2 separate regions of the Zea mays genome follow, and region 1 is linked to region 2. A link is a contact called in public Hi-C data. All regions are on one chromosome and are shown on one strand. Each heading gives the region's core, a stretch centred on a gene start, on an enhancer-like site or on the middle of the called end of the contact. The rest is flanking DNA. Distances are from core to core; before and after follow the strand shown. Region 1 holds the start of LOC103635100 (protein transport protein SEC23). Region 2 has its middle 240 kb from the start of LOC100282324.

Region 1 (6,201 bases), core at 805-3,304, 350 kb before region 2:
CATCATGAGCTAAGAGCACACCTCCAGAACACTTTGCCAATGGTTGCAGAACAGGGACCCTCACAGGACACTGTCCAGCACAAAAGATATCAACAACAGTACTGTGTCTCTGTGCTTCATGACCAAGACTCTCCATCCACTTCATAGCTGTCTTCTCCAGATAAGCATAGTTGGGATGTTTAGCTGAATGAGGCACCGATCCTGGTCCAAAGGTGCTAGGGCCACCAGCACACACCAAGATCCTACAGTTTCCACCAGATCTCTTGATGATTCCACGAGACAACTCCACTGATGGCCCTTGAATAATACCAAGGGCAACCTCTACTGCTGCTCCAACACACCGATCCCTTAACACTTCTGGCACGCTCAGCTGATAGGGTCTCAGAGATGAGAATATTGTGTGTGCAACAGGTAGCGAAGCATGTATAGGAGACAGGTAAACACCTGTCCCATAGATTAGGGCCTTCAAAGACTCATGGGTAGGCGACTTGTTTCCAGGTAGCACATCCGCTGACACTGCTGCCCCCTCTGAGAAATCATACACTGAGACAGTTCTCCCATAGGTGATTATTCCTATCTTTGCGGTAGGAGGGAGCGAATCCACAAAGGCATGCAAGGAGCCCTGAAGATGCTGCAGGTGCGCCTCATCGAGGCATTCATCTATGAGGATAAAAATGGGGCCGGACACCCTCGTGTCAGACACTGGGACAAAGCCTGGACGCCTGTTCCCCACCTGCACATAATCCACAGTCGTGGATGCAAGCTCTGGCCACTGGAGCAGGTCCTGCTTGCTGGAGACAACGAATTCCCCCTCGCTGCCATTGAGCTTCTTGCAAATGACGCATTGCCACTGCCCGGAGCCGATCTGGACATCACAGTACAAGTTCACATAGGCGCCACAGTTCAGGCAACGGCGTGGATCACGCTCCACAACCTCTGGGCCAGGTGACACCTCCTTCCCTGGAGAAACCAGAGCTCCGAACCCCAAGCTAGGGGCATTGAGCAGCTTCTTCTGCTTCAGAACCTAGAATAGCAAAAGGCAAACCAGAATCAACGCTGGCTTCCAAAACCATGTAAATGGGTGTGCGGGTGGAGGCATGCTTTGTATCCATGAACGAATTTGTGATCTGATCGAAATGGCACTGTGCTTATTTGTACACACCACAGTTGAGATGTAGAAGGGCGTTCACCTTGTTTGCGGAGAACTGTACATAGGGACTGTCGAGGCCGTCTCCCTGGATTGATGATGGCGCAGGGGCATGGTCCCCGTGAAGCGTGGCAGCGCCGTTGAGAAAGTGCGGCGCTGATGAGGTGGGGAGGGAGGCGGTGGTAGCGGCAGTGGCGGAGGAGGACGAGGAGTAGCCCCCCGAAGCGGCGAAGGACACGGGGTGGGGAGAGGCCGGGGTGGCGCGGAAGGGCACGGCCGCAGGGCGCAGCGGCGAGGAGAAGACGGGCGGGCCGGGTGGCGTGCTGAGGTGCGGCAGCGCGTGGCCGGGCCCCGAGCCGGGGCTGGGCGTGCCCCGCGCGGCGGCGAGGCCTGGAGAGAAGACGCGCGGCGGCGGTGTGAAGGGCGCCGAGGCGAACGGAGGAGACGCGTGCGCCGGCGGCGGCTGCGGGCGCTGCCCCGGCGGCGTCTCCTCCATGCCGGCCGCGCTGGCTGCGGATCCGGTGGCGGCGTGCGGATCTGGAGCGGAGGGATGGGATCGGGGAGGAGGAGCACGGGATGGGACAATTTGAGATCCGGACGTGGAATGCGACGAGGAGGAAGGAAGAATTGCTGGAGATGGAAGATGTGCTTCGGTGACACCGGATTTGCGCCGCTCGGGTTAATCGAAATCGACGTCACTACGGCTGGACCTCGGCTTCCTATTGGTCGGGGCTCGGGGCTCGCGGGTTTTCTGTCTACGAGAAGAGCAGATTAGTAGAAATGCTTGCGGCCCGACGGCGCGGGTAGGCCGGCTGGGTTCCTACCGTTTGCAAATGCAGCCAGGCAGGGAAGCTGGTTCAACTCTGGACTCTCGAGGCGGGAGGGTGGAGGCACCAGGGATGGCAGCAGGTCGGATAAAGTGCGAGTAAGTTATTTATTCGTCCGCCAATATATTCGCGTCCCTAGTGTTTACCCGTGCTCGTGAGAGCTTGCGGGTAAAATTTTCGCCCCGTACCTGTACTCGCCAGAAAATACCATACGAGTATGTGGTCATATTCATTTCACCAAAAACATCAACAACTTGACAGACATAATATATTGGCAAGAAATATAGTTCAAACTTCAAAGTCCACAAACACGATCGATCATCCACAAATATAAGTCTCAAACATAAGTCGACAAACATAATCGACTAGGATGTAGCCTGTGGGCCGGTGGCATGGGGATATTTTGACGGGCTAGTAAATTAAGCGGATGAGTAATACCTGCGGGCGAAATTTTATATCCGTCAATTACCCGCGAGTGAGAAGTGTTGCTTGTATCCTTACCCGTGGGCGAGATTTCTTACTCGTATACATGACCATCGGGTACGAAACCCGCGAATACACGTGCCCGCGGGCAGAATTGCCATCCCTAGGAGGCAACAACGCCTTGCTTTCTGTGTGCAATGCAAAATGTAACACAAGTCGTCGCGGTTAGGTATTTATAGGTAATGGAGCGAATTGTTGGGTTCCAAATATCATTAAACATTCGATTATCTGCTACATTATGAGAATATTTACCTCAATAGGGTTAACAGAGTTGTAAGGTACATTAACCTAAACATACTATAGAATCAAAGGGGCTTACAGGCTAACCCTGCGCTAAAATATGATTAATTGTAGCCGGATAAGTCTGATCAAAGTATGATCGAGGTCGTGTTTGTCCTTCGCTCTAACACTAGCCCCGAGGGATCAGTTCAATTTGGTGAGCTGGTCTCAAAATCTGTTTTCAGAAGATGGTCAAACCATACCCTCGATCAAAGTTTGAAGTGGCCTCGAGTGGTGTTTCGTAGTGTGATCGTTGGGATGTGGCATTGAGATATTTGATGTTTTACTATGTGTTCAGCACTAAATTGAGCTGGCGGACGGTCCGGCCCTGAGGTCAGACGGCCCGCGGTCCGGACGGTCCGCGCCTGTGGGCCGGACGGTCCGCGCGTGCGCAGAGCAGTTTAGGGTTCCGAGTTTTGTGCTACGGTTGTTAGCTAGATTTACGGAATTAGCTCGGAATGTATTACGTGTGTTACCCCCTAATTCAACCTCGTGCGAAGGAAAATTTGCTATACTAGATTTATCAAATGCACGTACTAGTCTCCTATAATCATTTTGCATACCCCCTATGATATTCTGCATTTGTTCTTGCTGTTCATCTACATAATTCTTAAGAGATTGTAGCTCGTTTGTATTACTTACATTGGGGATATCTGGTGTGGGTCGGAGCGAAGCCGGATCCGTCGCCCGTTGTCGGACGACTTTATTGTTCCTGTTCACCTTGAAGTTGGCCAGGAACTTTGCTCTCGCCTCTTGAATCAGCTGCTCCTTATGCTCCTTGAACTGGAGCTGTTCGTCAGCCGGCAAGGTTTCCCAAGTCGACTCTATAATGTTGCTGGGGGAGACTTCAGAACAATCCCTTGAACCGGCCATTGAGGGCCAATTTGATGGGTCTAGACGTGTTGACCCCAGCGGAGTCGCCAAAAAGTATGTTGACACCTTTTTAGAGCGCCAATCACTCAACACGAACCAACAGCGGTGCTCTCTGCTCAGAGGAGCCCCCCTCCTCTATAAATAGAGAGGTATACGGCCGATTTGGAGGAATCAATCGAATCAATAACACTTCTATTTCGCATTTATTTCCTAGGAGTAGTTCTAGTCTAGTTCTAGTTTAGCCTTCCAATCCCCAAATTCTTCGCTTCTCGTCGACTCTACGTCGATTAGAGGAGTCTAGGTCGGCCTGCTGAGCCTAGACATCACCTAGGATCTCTCCTCCTTGACGGGGTCCCTCCCGGGAGCGAGATCCAGGCGCTGTCGGCGATCTTCCACCGCCCCTGCGCACGCGCGGACCGTCCGGCCCCAGGGCGCGGACCGTCCGGCCGTCAGGCAGGAACCCTAGCCTCGCGCTAGGCCGCGGATCGTCCGGCCCCTGGTCGCGGACCGTCCGCCCCTGAGCAGAGAGCACCGCTGTTGGTTCGTGTTGAGTGATTGGCGCTCTAAAAAGGTGTCAACATACTTTTTGGCGACTCCGCCGGGGACAACACGTCTAGACCCATCAAATCGGCCCTCAATGGCCGGTTCAAGGGATAGTTCTGAAGTCTCCCCCAGCAACATTATAGAGTCGACTTGGGAAACCTTGCCGGCTAACGAACAGCTCCAGTTCGAGGAGCATAAGGAGCAGCTGATTCAAGAGGCGAGAGCAAAGTTCCTGCCCAACTTCAAGGTGGACGGGAATAATAAAGTCGTCCGACAACGGGCGACGGATCCGGCTTCGCTCCGACCCACACCAGATATCCCCAATGTAAGTAATACAAACGAGCTACAATCTCTTAAGAATTATGTAGATGAACAGCGAGAACAAATGCAGAATATCATAAGGGGTATGCAAAATGATTATAGGAGACTAGTACGTGCATTTGATAAATCTAGTATAGCAAATTTTCCTTCGCACGAGGTTGAATTAGAGGGTAACACACGTAATACATCGGCTATAGGTTGTCACGACCAGTCACAACCCCTTTATGGGATGCCGATGGACACATATCCTGAGCAACCGCAAATCAGCAGTAAATCAGCTGATCTGCACATGTCCGGACCGTTCGCACGTGAGCGCGGACCGTCCGGGCCAGCCACGGTCGGGCCCATTTTTAATGAGTTACCCAGACATGCACCCGAGCCACAACATATGGCACATAATCTAAACTACCCAGTCGGACCGTCTGCATACAACGACGGACGGTCCGCATATAATCACGGATGATCCGGGCCAATGTTCGGACAATCCGCGCATGACTTATTTGAGGAGGATTGTTACCTAAATCCTCACATGTCCCAGCAACACTTCTCATCGCACTATGCGATGCATCAGCCCATTAAGACAAAATCCTGAGCCCAGGAAAGCTTTCTGCCCCTGCCTAGAAGGTAGGAAAGGAACGATCAATCATATGAGCCATATAGGGCAAATGGCAATGCACCACATAGCTCAAACTAATGGGGGAAGACAACACGCTATATCCAGCCAACCCCACCTATGTTTGACCAAAGAGCCGGTGGTCTCGCACTGGCTGGCATCGATATAGTGAGGAAGGAAATAGCCGGGGCGTTCCGAGATAAGCTCGGAGTAAGCATGGTGCCTGGGGGCAATCATATCGGAAACCTTATGACAGCCGATTTGATCACCACCCATACCCCCAAAGAACTAGGATACCCGAATTCGCAAAATTTTCGGGTGACCAAGGAAAAAACATGCGCGAACACATAGGCCAGTTCTTAGCACAATTAGGAGTATTGGCCGACACAGAAGCATTTCGCGTGCGTTTATTTTTATTATCATTAACAGGAACCGTGTTCGCGTGGTACACCACTTTACTTCCTAATTCTATTTTGTCATGGGGGGAGTTAGAGCAAAAATTCCATGATCACTTCTTTTCTAGTGATTATGAATTAGATCTAGTAGACCTAGTGGCCCTGCGACAGGGGAAGGACGAATCGGTTAATGAATACATCCAGAGGTTCTGGGATACAAGAAATCGATGCTTCCAAATACACTTAGCAGAAAAACAGCTAGCAGGGTTAGCCTTTAATGGACTACGCTATTATTTAAAAGAGAGATTAGAAAGCATCCAATTTTTCACGCTAGCACAATTACACCAGAGAGCTTTGGCCTGTGAAAGCCGAAGCAAAGAGACTGCCAAAACCATTCGTCACAATGTCCACATAGTAGAGTGCGATCAAAGTAGCTCGGACGACGAATCAACAGAGGTATATGCTGCTGAAATGGTTTGGCCAAAATAGACCAAATCTTCGGCTTGTTCCTCCTTGCAGCCGGTTCAAAAGAAACAGCAAGAGGAGGTTAAGTTTATGTTTAATGTTGGTAAGTGTGATAAAATATTTGATGAATTCTTAAGACACTAACGTAGGCGTCCATAGTCCACGGTGCACGGTTCTGCCCAACCGCTGCCCCCCCCCCCCCCCCCGCCCTCTACTCCACCCCCAATCTCGCTCCGTGACCTCGCCCCCGCCCTC
Region 2 (5,886 bases), core at 1,309-3,808:
TCTAGATATAATCTACATGATATTCTTGATAAACTGACATTTTTTTAAAAAATTTGTGCCGAAAAAATTTACTTATCGCCGATAGAAATCCGATAAATCCGATAATCCTGTTTATCGCCAACCTCCGATATTTTTTTCCTATCGATAGAGTGAACCCTGGGAGGAGCGCGGGAGAGCGAGATGCGCGCCGACGCGGTCGCGACGCACTGGCTGGTGGCGAGTTGCGCCTAGCGCCTGGACAGCGGAGGCAGACAGAGTTCGCCCCGGTGGCTAGAGCTGCTGGGGAGGGAGTACGATGGCCACGGCAACGGCAGGTGGCCGGATTTGGAGACGAGGAAGCAGCGCCTGAGGAAGAATGCCCTTGCACGCGAGCAGAGGGAGAGGGCACAGGAGCACGCCTGCTGCCGGAGTTGAAGAAGGCTGGCGTTGGGAGGAGGATGACCAGATTTGGGGGCGGCTCTAGTGGAGGAGAATGTCGGGGAAGGAGCCAAGGGAGAAAAGGAACGGCAGGGGAGGGCAAGCACCGGCCATCAGAGCGCCATGGGAGCACCTGCGCATGCATGAAGGGGGCAGCCATGGGGAAGAGGGCTGCTGCTTCCCTGCGCAGCCATGGGAGTATGCCGGGAGAAGGCATGGGGAGGGAGAGGAGAAGTTGGCGTGTGGGGAAACGGGGGCGGCGCCCCGGGGAGGAGGAGCCTCCCGGGGACGGCGACGGGTAGCAGCCAACGTCTTATGGGTGGAAGAGGCCGACGGTTGTGAACTGGGGGGACAAAACTTAGGCCTTTGGTAACATGTAAGAGAGTGAAGTACTCTTGTATTTTCATAACACATGGATATAAATATATAGACTCAGAGGAAACCCTAATTCTAGTGGCCAAAATCCCCAACAGTGGCGTCAGCCCATCTAGACATATTACAGGGACAAATGGGACTAGAGGAGTCTAAAGGTGTGTTTAGTTGAGGAGTGTAGAACAATGGAACGACTCCATTCTAGTTTTATTTAGATGTTTGGTTTTCAACAATATAGGAGCGTAGTGGCTTTTAGAGTCTCCATATAAAAATTTACCATAAATAGTTGGAGTGCTCTGCTCCACCAAAATGGTCGGATGCGATCGCTCTCTCGGACGTGAGCGGTCTCATCCCTCTTCTCCCCTCTACACTCATACGACTCTCCAACCAAACAAATAACGGAGCGGCTCCGCTCTATTCTACTCTACAACCAAACAAAAAAATAGAGTGGATCTGTTCTGCTTGCCAAACGGAGAACAGAACGACTCCATTCTTAAAAATTAGAATAGAACCGCTCCATTCTAAAAAACTATAATAGTACCGCTTCATTTTAATTGACTCTCCAACCAAACGTACCCTAATTTAGAGTGTGTTTGGTTGAGGAGTGGAGAAGAATGAAGTGGCTCCATTCTTATTTTTTGGATGTTTGGTTTCCAACAAAAGAGGAGTGGAATGACTCCTGAAGTCTCCATATAGAAATTTACCATAAATAATTGGAATGCTCTCGCTCCACAAAAACGACCGGATGCGAGTGCTCTTTTGGACGTGAGCGCTCTCTTCCCTCTTCTACCATCTACACTCATATGGCTCTCCAACTAAACAGAGAACGGAGTGCCTTTGCTCTATTCTACTTTTCAACAAAACAAAAAATAGAGTGTCTCTATTTTGTTTGTGGAATAGAATGGCTACATTCTCAAAATGGAAATAGAGCTGCTTCATTCTATTTAACTCTCCAACCAAACATACCCTTAATTGCACTTGCACGACTGCCGCTGAAGCACTACACCGAGTCTTTTATTTTTTTTTCTCACCTATATAATAGATATCTCCACCGGGTCTTCTATTTTTAATCACCTATATGAAAATAACTTCTTAGAGTATGGGAAACATTTACTTTAGATTGCTCAAACCTCATTATGATCTAGGAGTGGAAGAGAAAGAGGTCTCTCTTTCATTATAAGAGATAGTGGTGATTCCCAGCATTGCTCAAACTTCCTGGTGCTCTGTCAAACTGTGAGGTAACTTCTCTTGTATTTTCAACTATGTATCTGGACTCCTAACAGAAACTGTCCTATGTTTCTTAATCAGTTATGAGATCAGAATGTGGCAAGTTTATAGCTTTGACATGGCACATAACGACAGAACCCATGGAAAGGACCCTTGCCGAAGAACAGTTCAACATAGGCTGTTACTCTCGGCCATGTGCTGACTTCGGCTAGGAGAGTCACTGATTGTCGACCAGTTCGAAGATCGAGCTCACCGGGCTTGAGGAAGATAGAAAGGAATTTTGATCCGTATATTCAGTGCATTTCAAATTCAAAATCATCTCATCTTACCTGGAAAGGAAACTTATTCAGTGCATTTCAAATTCAAAATCATCTCATCTTCCCCCTGGAAAGGAAACTTGAGATGGCGATAATCACGCCTGATGAGATGAATGTTGTTTCTAGTGAAACTTGGCCCGTTAATAATTTGGGCCAGCTGTCTTCCCTGGCAGTGAGCTCACAGGCTTCTGGGGAGTTCGGTCGGGCCCGTCCAATTTTGTCTTTTAAGGAAGTGGGCTCCCAAGGCCAGCCGTATATTGTGGAAAATGACTCCCCGGCTTCTGGGCGTAACGTACGGGGCCGACGAAATTTGACGTCTAACGAAGTGGGTTCCCAGGCTGTCGAGATGGCCCGTCGCAATCCGGGGTTGTTTTCTGTCAGAGACTCAACTCATCAAAACCTAGGCGTGCTGGAAATTTGTCAAAGATTTTCCAGCCGTCATTCTTTTCTCCCAAATCCTAGGTCGAAGTGCTTATGTCTGGAATCTCTTCTGGTACATGGCGAAGGACGGTTTCGTTGCTAATGGGTGGATGTATGGCGGATCGACGGCACCAGCACCTTCCTGCTGCCCATCGTGGCCGCTTTCCGGGTGCTGGAAGATGGGCTTTCCGTGGCCGCGCGAACTGGGATTGCCGCGGTCGTGGCACCTGGCGTGTCCGTGGCGGACTGGCGGTCATGCTCAGGGCCCTGGCGCGTCGTCCGTTTATGTTGACAGGGAGTACATGGACCACAGAGAGGTACACACTCAGGGCTTGTTCGGTTATTCCTATCTCACGTGAATTAAATGGGATTGAAAAAAATTGTGAAAGATTTTGACTTGTTTGGGATTTAAACCCATCCAATCTCACCCAATCCACATGGATTGAGAGCAAAACGAACAAGCCCTCAATTGGACAGAAAAAGAGTTGCTGATGTTGTTTCCCGAGTTGTTGACAAAGGGAAGAAAAGACGTGAAGATTTTTGTTGTGAAATTTGTGAGGATAATCACGTCCCAGAGGAGTGTTTGGTGTTTAATGGTCTAAAACCACATGCAACTCTGTGGTTTTGCGGGTGGAGAGTCGGGTTTCTTCGAAATCCCAACTTGGGGAGAAAATGGTGTAATTCCAAAGCCCGACAGTGTCACTGCTTTTATAACGGTAAAGGAGGGTGTCGGGGACCATAATTAGGGGTACCCAAGACTCCTAATCTTAGCTCGTAACCCCCATCAGCACAAAGCTGCAAAGGCCTGATGGGTGCGATTAAGTCAAAGCTCGGTCCACTCAAGGGACACGATCTCGCCTCACCCGAGCCCAGCCTCGGGCAAGGGCAGCCGACCCCGGAGGATTTACGTCTCGCCCGAGGGCCCCCTCAAGCAACGGACACACCTTCGGCTCGCCCGAGGCCCAGTCTTCACCAAGAAGCAACCTTAGCCAAATCGCCACGCCGACCGACCGTATCGCAGGAGCATTTAATGCAAGGATGGCCTGACACCTTATCCTGACGCGCGCCCTTCAGTCGACAGAGCCGAAGTGACCGCAGTCACTTCGCCGCTCCACTGACCGGCCTGACAAGAGGACAGCGTCGCCTGCGCCGCTCCGACTGCTGTGCCACTCGACAGAGTGAGGCTCACAGCAGCCAAGTCCGGCCTCGGGCGCCATAGGAAGCTCCGCCTCGCCCGACCCCAGGGCTCGGACTCGGCCTCGGCCCCGGAAGACGACGAACTCCGCCTTGCCCGACCCCAGGGCTCGGACTCGGCCTCGGCCCCGGAAGACGACGAACTCCGCCTCGCCCGACCCCAGGGCTCGGACTCGGCCTCAGCCCCGGAAGACGACGAACTCCGCCTCGCCCGACCCCAAGGCTCGGACTCGACCTCGACCATGGAAGACAGACTCGACCTCGACCTCGGAGGAACCTCCGCTTCGCCCGACCCAGGGCTCGGACCGACCACGTCACAGGAGGGGCCATCATTACCCTACCCCTGGCTAGCTCTGGCTACGGGGGACAAGACCGGCGTCCCATCTGGCTCGCCCCGGTAAACAAATAATGATGGCGCCCCGCGTGCTCCATGACGATGGCGACTCTCAGCCCCCTTACGGAAGCAAGGAGACGTCAGCAAGGCCCCGACAGCCCCGACAGCTGTCCTTCCGCAAGGCTCCAGCGCTCCTCCGACGGCCACGACATCACACGAACAGGGTGCCAAAACCTCTCTGGCTGCCACGACGGCATGTACTTAGGGCACTAGCTCCTCTCCGCTAGACACGTTAGCACACTGCTAGATCTCCCATTGTACACCTGGACCCTCTCCTTACGCCTATAAAAGGAAGGTCCAGGGCCCTCTTAAAGAGGGTTGGCCGCGCGGGGAGGACGGGAAGGCGCGTGCAGGCCTCTCGCTCCCTCCCACGCGGACGCTTGTAACCCCCTACTGCAAGCGCACCCAACCTGGGCGCGGGACAAACACGAAGGCCACGGGTTTCCCCTTTTACGCATGTCTCCCTCTGGTTTTCCCCCCTTCGCGCTCCGTCTCGCGCCGACCCATTTGGGCTGGGGCACGCGGCGACAATTTACTCGTCGGTCTAGGGACCCCCCGGGGTCGAAACGCCGACAGTTGGCGCGCCAGGTAGGGGCCTGCTGCGTGTTGACGAACAGCTTCCCGTCAAGCTCCAGATGGGTAGTCTCCAGCAACCTTTCTAGCCCGGAACGGTGCTCCGTTTCGGGAGTCTTGAGTTCATGTCCCTCGACGGCGGCTACGACATGATACTCCTTCCCCCGCCGCGCGACAGCGACAACGGCGGCCGACAACCCGCTCGCCGGCGGCGGAATCGACGACGTCTTCCCCACGTGGCGGAAAAACAACATTCGGGTTTGTCCCTTCGCTTCCCCCGCCGACGGAGGAGGAGGCGGGGCAACCAAGGCCAAGCAGGAGGCGGCACCTCGTCGGCTGTCGAGCGAGTCGACGGCGCCGGCGCCCCAACGGGGGACACGTCGGGCATCGACCTCGCGTCTGAGACGAAGACGAGCGCCGTTTCCCCGCAACACGCCAACTCCAAGCGGACGGACGACGCTAGCACGCTCGCAAAGGACTTGCTGGGCATCACCCTCGTACCTGAGACGTCGGTGCAGTCTGTCCCTGCCGTAACTTCGTCACCGCCCGTCGACCAAGAGGTACCGACCGATTCCCATCTCGTGCCTTTTGGATTCAGCCTCGACCCGCCAAGCGACTCCGCTTCGGTGGATGCTTTCATAGAGGCGAGTCCAAACCCTCCGGGGTACGGTATGCGGTCACCCTGGGACCGGCTGATAGCCGTCTCGACCTATGGGCCCTCGGGTTCCGAGGAAGATGACGAGCCCGACTTTTGTTGGGATTCATCCGGACTTGGTAACCCCAGTGCCATGCGGGACTTCATGACCGCATGCGACTACTGACTTTCCGATTGTTCCGACGATAGCCGTAGCTTCGGCGACGAGGACTGCGGCCCAAGTCGTGAATGTTTCCACGTCAATCTAGGGGGTCCCGGCGAAGGCAACCATCTTGGTATACTGGAAAACGGTGATCCCCCTAGGCCTGCGCCTCGCG

What was found. Hi-C and Micro-C count contacts between places; a contact is called where the count stands out from the background.
Region 1: a contact with region 2 is called in a Hi-C map of ear, with 1.9 times the contacts expected there. The contact joins the promoter of LOC103635100 here to the enhancer-like site in region 2. A contact is called at or near these places in 3 of 25 Hi-C or Micro-C datasets (ear, leaf and tassel).

Annotation. Positions count from the first base shown.
Region 1 is chr8:39,599,544-39,605,744 of Zm-B73-REFERENCE-NAM-5.0, reverse strand. It overlaps LOC103635100 (protein transport protein SEC23), which reads right to left and starts at 2,054. Exons shown (of 5, transcript XM_008657643.4): 1 at 1,191-2,054; 2 at 1-1,024. The coding sequence starts at 1,643.
Region 2 is chr8:39,252,028-39,257,913 of Zm-B73-REFERENCE-NAM-5.0, reverse strand. It overlaps the pseudogene LOC103653157. Among protein-coding and RNA genes, the nearest start is that of LOC100282324, 240 kb to the left of the region's middle. Within about 2 kb of position 2,558, at least 16 of the 20 cell types and tissues checked have an H3K27ac peak or open chromatin away from gene starts, as enhancers often do. A contact at or near this core is called in ear, leaf and tassel, where this site is marked.